2 separate regions of the Mus musculus genome follow, and region 1 is linked to region 2. The links are chromatin contacts, called in public HiChIP or PLAC-seq maps. All regions are on one chromosome and are shown on one strand. The core of a region is the stretch at or near the end of the contact, and the rest is flanking DNA. Distances in the headings are between cores, read along the strand shown. Region 1 holds the start of Rab11fip3 (RAB11 family interacting protein 3 (class II)). Region 2 overlaps Rab11fip3 (RAB11 family interacting protein 3 (class II)).

The links. HiChIP or PLAC-seq counts read pairs in DNA pulled down with a chosen protein or histone mark.
Region 1: an H3K4me3 HiChIP or PLAC-seq map of embryonic stem cells shows a contact between it and region 2, with 31 read pairs. The contact joins the promoter of Rab11fip3 here to the enhancer-like site in region 2. A contact is called at or near these places in 5 of 39 promoter capture datasets (the 3T3-L1 cell line, 3T3-L1-derived adipocytes, liver and 2 more), 3 of 15 datasets of contacts at CTCF or cohesin (CD8 T cells, the NIH/3T3 cell line and hippocampal excitatory neurons), 14 of 484 Hi-C or Micro-C datasets (the HPC-7 cell line, MC3T3-E1-derived osteoblasts, bone marrow-derived macrophages and 10 more), 14 of 115 datasets of contacts at active chromatin or transcription factors (the HPC-7 cell line, the SCID.adh cell line, cardiomyocytes and 8 more) and 4 of 9 other capture datasets (adipose tissue, embryonic stem cells, liver and 1 more).

What each region holds. Positions count from the first base shown.
Region 1 is chr17:26,067,825-26,071,642 of GRCm38.p6, reverse strand. It overlaps Rab11fip3 (RAB11 family interacting protein 3 (class II)), which reads left to right and starts at 2,125. Exons shown (of 14, transcript NM_001162868.2): 1 at 2,125-3,818. The coding sequence starts at 2,466.
Region 2 is chr17:26,027,122-26,030,920 of GRCm38.p6, reverse strand. All of the region lies in intron 2 of Rab11fip3 (RAB11 family interacting protein 3 (class II)), which reads left to right. Among named protein-coding and RNA genes, the nearest start is that of Rab11fip3, 40 kb to the left of the region's middle. Within about 2 kb of position 1,515, at least 12 of the 459 cell types and tissues checked have an H3K27ac peak or open chromatin away from gene starts, as enhancers often do. A contact at or near this core is called in embryonic stem cells, where this site is marked.

The sequences.
Region 1 (3,818 bases), core at 876-3,375, 40 kb before region 2:
AAGTGCTGGGATTAAAGGCATGTGCCACCACGCCTGGCTAAAAATAATCTATGTGTATGTTTGGCTCCATGTATATCTGTGTACCACGTCCGTACCTGGTATCTGAGTAGCACTTGGGGTTACACATGGTTGTGAGCTTCTATGTGGGTGCTTGGAACTGAACCTGGGTTCTCAGGAAGAAAACAGGGCTTTTAACTACTGAGTCATCTCTCCAGCCTCCTCTTCTTCCACCTCTTCTTCTTCCTTCTCCTCTTCCCTCTCTCCCTCCTCCTCCTCCTTCTTATTGGGACAGTTGGGTTGGCTGGTGAGCATCTGCCTCCTTAGTGCTGGGATTATAGGTACATTCTCAGCTTTTAAGATGGGTGCCGGAATCTGAACTCAGGTCCTCATGATTTCAGGACGGTCACTTTGTTGACTGAGCCACCTTCCTCATCTCGACTGGCTCTTTTTTTTTTTCAAGTTTTTTTTAAAAAGATTTATTTATTTTATGTATATGAATACACTGTAGCTGTACAGATGGTTGTGAGCCTTCATGTGGTTGTTGGGGTTGAATTTTTAGGACCTCTGCTCACTCTGGTCAACCCTGCTTGCTCTGGTCAACTCTGCTCACTCAGTCCCTGCTGGCTCCGGCCCAAAGATTTAATTTATCACTATACATAAGTACACTGTAGCTGTCTTCAGAGTGAGTCAGATCTCATTATGGGTGGTTGTGAGCTACCATATGATTGCTGGGATTTGAACTCAGGACCTTTGGAAGAGCAGCTAGTGCTGAGCCATCTCACCAGCCCATCGCCTGACTCCTTATAACCTTTCATCTGCAGCCCCATTGCTTGGTCTGAGCCAGGAGGTGTGCATTCTCTACACACTGGTTCTATTTGGGCACACAAATGCTGGAAGTCATAAATATTTTTCTTAGTTTTGGCACACAACAGGAACACCTGGCTCCTCAGAAAACTGATCTTGACTGAGAACACCAAAGGACAGGTGGATACTTACCATGACACACTAAATAGAAAGGTTGGCACTCACTGGAACTGCATGTGAGAATGTTTGTCAGTCAAAGGGAATTTCCAGTCCTTGCATTAGATAGAGGGGACTTTATTCTTTCAATATATATATTCCTCACAAAAGCATTCAGTTCTTACAGGAAAATAGGACTACATTTTAGGGAGGGAGCACATCACCTTCCTTTTTCCCAGCTGCTGGAAGTCTCCTATAATATGCTGGGAGTTTTGCTTGGGGATGACTCAGTAGATTAGCTGGCTGTACACCTGGAAACGGAGTTCAGTTTTCAGCTTTTGCCAAAACTGCTTATGAAACCATACTTGTCCATGGTGCCCACGAGTGTACAATTGGTTCATAGTTTCCCCTGGCTAAATGGCTAAATTTAGTTCTTGACTAGATGCACCTCATTGCTTCCAACTGGCTTAGTCAACTGCTCCGCATCTCTGAGCACGACCCTTTGATGATGATAACGGCATTAGTTAGCAATAAAGAGATAAGCGCTGTTTATGTAATTTAAAAACATGTTCAGAGCAGGGTTGTTTGGGCCAGTCTACAATCCATGGCGGCAGGATTAGGAGTTAAAGGTAGCGTGGGCTGCACAAGTTCCTGTTTCAAAAAGATACCAAACAACATATCAAAGTAAAACAACATCTGTGCCTCTTTATTTTACTGTGCGCTCCTGTGGATGAATGTGTGAGCCCCTTAGATCCTGTCCTTGTGTGAGAGACTTTGGATAATTCCTTACCTGGTGGGGCAATTCGAGCGCTCCTTCGCTCCTACTTGCTGCCAATTAATATTCTGGTTTGTACCACCAGTTTGTGAAGGAGTCACACAGAAGGGACTAGCGGCTTCTTTTGGGATATGCGAATGTTTTGTTCCCGTTCAGCAATAGTTTTCCAAAACCTATTCTCGGGCGCCTCTTCCTGCGACAGAACACTTCACTCATCCCACTCGCGCAAATCGTACGGAAAACTCGAATTGGGCAGAGCACCGTCGCCCCTAAGCTGTGCCCTCTTCGAACTCACCTTTATAGCAATCCATGGGGGCGTGATCAGGTTACACGGCGTGCTGACGTCACGCGCGACGGAGGGCGGGCCGGCGCCGGCGCCGGCGTCCCTCACTGGGTTCCTAAGCTCAGGCGCTCTGGCTTCATCCTCCGCTGCCCGGCCGGTGCCTGTCTCCCACCGTCCACTCCCCGCCACTGGGTCCTTACATCATCCGGACTGTGCCGCTGCCATGGGCCCGCGCCAGCCGCGCTGCGGGGCCGGGAGCCGCTAAGGTGCGGTGCGAAGATGGGCGAGGGCGGAGCAGGGCCCGAGCGCCAGCCTCAGCAGTCCGGGCGCCCCGCGCGCGCCCGCCCGCGTCGCCGCGGGGATGCCCGCGCCCGCCGCCGCGCCCTGAGCGCCTTTGTCTGCCTTCCGCGCCTTTCGTATCATCCCTAGTTTAGCCGGCGCCGGATCATGGAGCTGTGCCAGCCGACCTCCCTGTCAGACCACGACCAGCCAGCGTCTGGGCCCCAGCGTGGGGTCATGGGGCTGGTGGGGCCCGACGCTCCTCGCGGCTGGTCAGAAGAGCCCGAGGAACACGCCCAGCTTCAACGGTGGCCAGAGGGACCCAACGCGCCAATCTGCTGGCCCGAGGAGGTAGAGGAGCCTCACGCTCCTAGTCGCTGGGCCAAAGAGCCCAATGCCCCTCGCTGCTCGTCCCAGGAGCCCGATGAATCCTGTCACTTGGCAGAGGAGCTGGAGGAATCCGACTCCCCTCGCTGCTGGCCCCAGGAGCCAGACACACCGTGCCACTTGGCCAAGGAGTTGGAGGAACCCGACGCCCCTCGCTGCCTGCCCCAGGAGCCCGACACACCGTGCTACTTGGCCAAAGAGCTAGAGGAACCCAACATCCCTCGGTGCTGGCCCCAGGAGCCCGACGTGCCGTGCCACTTGGCCAAGGAGCTAGAGGAACCCGACGCCCCTCGCTGCTGGCCCCAGGAACCAGACGCATTCTGTCACTTGCTCAAGGAGGTGGAGGAACCTGATGCCCTTCGCTGCTGGCTTCAAGGGCCAGACGCACCGTGCCACTTGGCCAAGGAACTGGAGGACCTCGACTCCCCTCGCTGCTGGCCCCAGGAGCCCGACGAATCCTGTCACTTGGCTAAGGAGCTGGAGGAACCAGACGCACCGTGCCACTTAGCCAAAGAGCTGGAGGAACCCGACGCCCCTCGCTGCTGGCCCCAGGAGCCCGACGTGCCCTGTCTCTTGGCCAAAAAGTGGGAGGAATCCGACGCACCGTGCCTCTTGACGGAGGAGCTGGAAGAGCCTGACGCCCTTCACTGCTGGCCCCAGGAGTCAGAGGCACCGTGTTTGTTGGCCAAGGAGCTAGAAGAGCCTGATGCCTCTCACAGCTGTCCTCAGGAGGCGGACACAGGGTGCCTCTCGGCCAAGGAGCCAGAGGAGCCTGATGTCTCTCACCTGTGGCAGGGGGTACCCGATGCACCGTGCCTCTTGGTCAAGGAACCAGAGGAGGCCGATGCACTTCACTGTTGTTGGCCCGAGGAATCCGAGGAGCCGGATGCTCTCAACCCACCGTGTTTCTGGGCCAATGAACCAGACGAGCCCGATCCATCACGATGTTGGTCAGAGGAGCCCCAGGTGCTGTGCCTCTGGCCGGAGGAGCAGAACACAAAGCGGTGCTGGCAGGAAGAGCCCGATGCACCCTGCTTCTGGCCCGAGGATCGAGAGGAACCCATAGTTTCGTGTCTTCAATTTAAAGAGCCAGAGAAGCCCAAAGTCCGGAGCAGTTGGCCTGAGGAGCTGGAA
Region 2 (3,799 bases), core at 266-2,765:
GGGCTTCAGTGCCTCTTCCAGACCCCACAGTGAAGTTATAATTATGTGGATAAATGCACCTATATTCCCCTTTCTCTTTATATAAATTTAAGATTGGTTGTATATTTATATTTTATCTCATTAAGGTATTATTTATTACTAAGCAAAAATAGTACCTTCAAGGAAAAAAAAGTGTCATCTTGGATGTTTACAAGTGAGTATCTTATGATCAGCAGGGGGTCTGCCCTGACTTCACATGCTGGTCTAGAATTACAGAGATCTGCCTGTCTCTGCCACCACTGCCCTGGTCAAACATTTCACCTCAATTCCAAATCATCCTTAACTTTTTAGAAAACAACACATTTGAACTGTAGAGACATTCTGAATTTACATAAGATCTTTAAAATTTTCCTATTTTTGAGTAATGCCAAACAATAAAAATACCCTTTGTATTTTCTGTTATTGGGTAAAAACGAAACATTCGAGCAAGCATCAAGCAAAGAAACAAGACAGTTGTACACTTTTGGGCCAGTGTGTTGTGTCCTGCTGTAGCAGTGAACCCTGTGCATAGTCAGGTGGTGCTGCCCAGCGCTGGCTGACCCTTAGCAATAAGAGCTGACGTCTCACAGCCAGAGCGCTCTGAGTTACAGCTGCCGTCAGTTTCCTTTCTTCTTTCAGGAAGAGCCTTTCTCTTTCTCTATTTTTACTGCTGGAATTTCACATTCCATCACTCAGACCCCTCCTTACCTAGGTCTGCTTAGAGAGGGCACAGAAAACAGTAATCATCTGTGAACATGGTTTTTTTTGTTTTTTGTTTTTTTTTTTGTTTTTTGTTTTTTGTTTTTTTGAGACAGGGTTTCTCTGTGTAGCCCTGGCTGTCCTAAAACTCACTTTGTAGACCAGGCTGGCCTCGAACTCAGAAATCCGCCTGCCTCTGCCTCTGCCTCCCAAGCACCATCGCCCGGCATCCATGAACATGTTATAACTAGTTCTATAATGAATAACAGCTAAAGCAGAAATATACAAGACCCAAGCGACTTCTGCTGTGCTGTTGCATGTTCTTTTAACATGGAAAATATTTTTCCCTTTAATTTCTGCATCTCTTCTTAAGACTTCAATTTACCAGTTGTAAACTTAATGCCTTATCAGGTCAGATGCCTGGATCCTTTTTTTTTTTTTTAAAGATTTATTTATTTATTTAATGTATGTGAGCACACTGTAGCTGTCTTCAGACACACCAGAAGAGGGCGTCAGATCCCATTACAGATGGTTGTGAGCCACCATGTGGGTGCTGGGAATTGGATTTCTGGAAGAGCAGTCAGTGCTCTTAACCCCTGAGCCATCTCTCCAGCCCTGCCTGGATCCTTGTTGTAGCTCCGGGAAGATGTTCCTTCTGGACTTGTGTGTTTGCAGGCACCTGAAGCCAGCACGTGTCTGTGATGGCGAGCCTTGCCCCCATGGTTCAGTTCAGCCTTCTGCTGGTGCTGGCCAGGCCTTTCCAGCTTCTGCTTACCATGCTTCTGCGTCTGCGACTGCGTCTGCGCACTTCAGGCCGCAGCTTCAGGCCTAGGTGCTCTGGTGTGCTTGGGAGAAGTGGCAGCTGTTGTGCTCTCAGACTTTGGTCTGCTTTCATTCTTTTTTAAATAGACCAGGCCTCTTGTCTGGCTACCCTGGCCCCCATCCCAACCTTTTCCCCTGCACCTTTTCAGGCTGTAAGCTTGGGTTCCAGTTGTCTCACATTGGGTACCAATTGTAGATGAAAAGATTATTATGTTCTGTATATACTAATTAATGCTGGCAATTAATACAACAGCAATTATTCCTTAACCAACTTTTCCCCAAATAACCACACAGAGACCTTTTAATATTTGAAAGCCTTAGGCATTAGCTGGGCAGGCTCTCAACTAGTTTATCTAAGTTAACACAAACACCTAGCCCCATCCGGCTCTGTGGCTGGCTAGATCTTTTAGACCTGTGATCAACTCTCTCTCCTCTCATGTCTCCTGGTGAAAGACTTTCTCCTTCTTCCCAGGGTTCCTTCTGCCGCCTAGGAAGTATAATCTGCCACTTCCTGCCCAGCTAATTGGCTATCAGATTTTTTTATTAAAGCCAATCAAAGAATGCCTTAGGTAGGTGAGGAAGGACAGTGACACAATTTCACACAGGTTGCCCTGACACTACAGGCACCTGTACACATACCTACCTACAGACACACTTAATTTTTTTTAATAAAAAAATTAAAAAGAAGAGGCAAAACCAATTTAACATTTTTTTTTTTTTTTGTTTTCAAGACATGGTTTCTCTGTGTAGCCCTGGCTGTTTTGGAACTCACTCTGTAGACCAGGCCGGCCTCAAACCCTGAGATCATCCTGGCTCTGCCCCCCAAGTGCTGGGATTAAAGGCATGTGCCACCGTACTTGGCAGACACTAGTATTTTTAAAGAGACTATAAACTTGCCAGCCACATTTACATGTCCCTCTGGACACCATGTGGGTGGGTGCGCATAGATGATTTGCATGCCCCAGACTGCAGACACATTCATGGATCTACCGTGCTTGGTGGGTTTTAAAATTTCAGGTTCCTAATTTCAGTTTTGGAGTCTGAAGCAAACTTGCTAACATGGCAGTAGGAAAACCTGCTAGAAATGTCCCAGCCTTTCTGCCTGACTGTCTAGGATAAGGGGACTTTCCCTCCTGATTCTGGAAGGTTCTGTCTGTGGCAACAACCAGCTGTGTTAGAAGCCGTGGCATATGTGGCTTTCCTGGAGCTCTCCTGGACCAGATAATGCAGGGCCCACAGCTTGAGGTGGCAGAGGCCGGGTGTGCCTGGGCTGCAGGCTCCTCCCCTTTTCCATTGTCCTGCTTCCACATGCACAGCTATGCAGAGGACCCGTGATTCTTATTAAACTATAAACATGTTGTGTAATGTGTGTGTGTTAGAAAAGGACATCAGATCCCTTGGGACTAGAGTTACAGATGATTGTGAGATACAGTGTGGATGCTGGGAATCGAACGAAATTTCTCTGGAAGCACAGCTAGTGGGTCTTAACTGCTGAGCCATCTCTCTAGCCCCCAAACCCACAGGTTTTTGGAGGCAAGGTCTTTATATGTGCCTCCAAATCCACAAGTTTGTTTGTTTGTTTGTTTTGTTTTTGTTTTTAAGGCAGGGTCTTTTTCTTTCTCGCTGGCTGTCCTGGAACCACTATGAGGAACAGGATCACAGAAACCCACCCACATGTGACTCCTGAGTCCTAGGACTATAGGCATCTACCACCATGCCCAGCCCCAGCAATGCTTAAAAGCCACAGACGGGAGCAGTGTGTACTTACTGTAGACACTGATGTGACTCAGGTGAGGGACAAAGGACCTTCCCTTCTCCTATGAGGGATGGGTAGCAGGCCCGAACTTAAGGTTCTCTTGAGAGTAACCATAGTTGTTCTGATTAAGAGTATAATAGCTGTGATGCTTGGAGGACAGTGATTGACAGCATGAGCGTCCTTGGGCACTGCCCTCACATCAGCACTGTGTCTGACTGCTTTGTGATCCGAGTCCTTGGGCACTCACAGCGCTTCTTCAGTGTGCCCTGCCTCCAGTTACCCAGGTCTGGTAGTGGCCAACTCTCAGAACTTGTTGGGGTTTTATGATTGTATTTTTCTTCCCTGGTGTAGTTGGACTCCCTGCATGAACCTCTGGCCTTTTGTGGCCTGTTTAGAGGAAGCCAAGGCTGACCGTTCCTAAGCATTTCTTCAGGAAGATCTAGGGAAGGTTGCGGTTCCACTTGGCCCTTGATATATGACTATATAAACTAGGTATGGTTCATA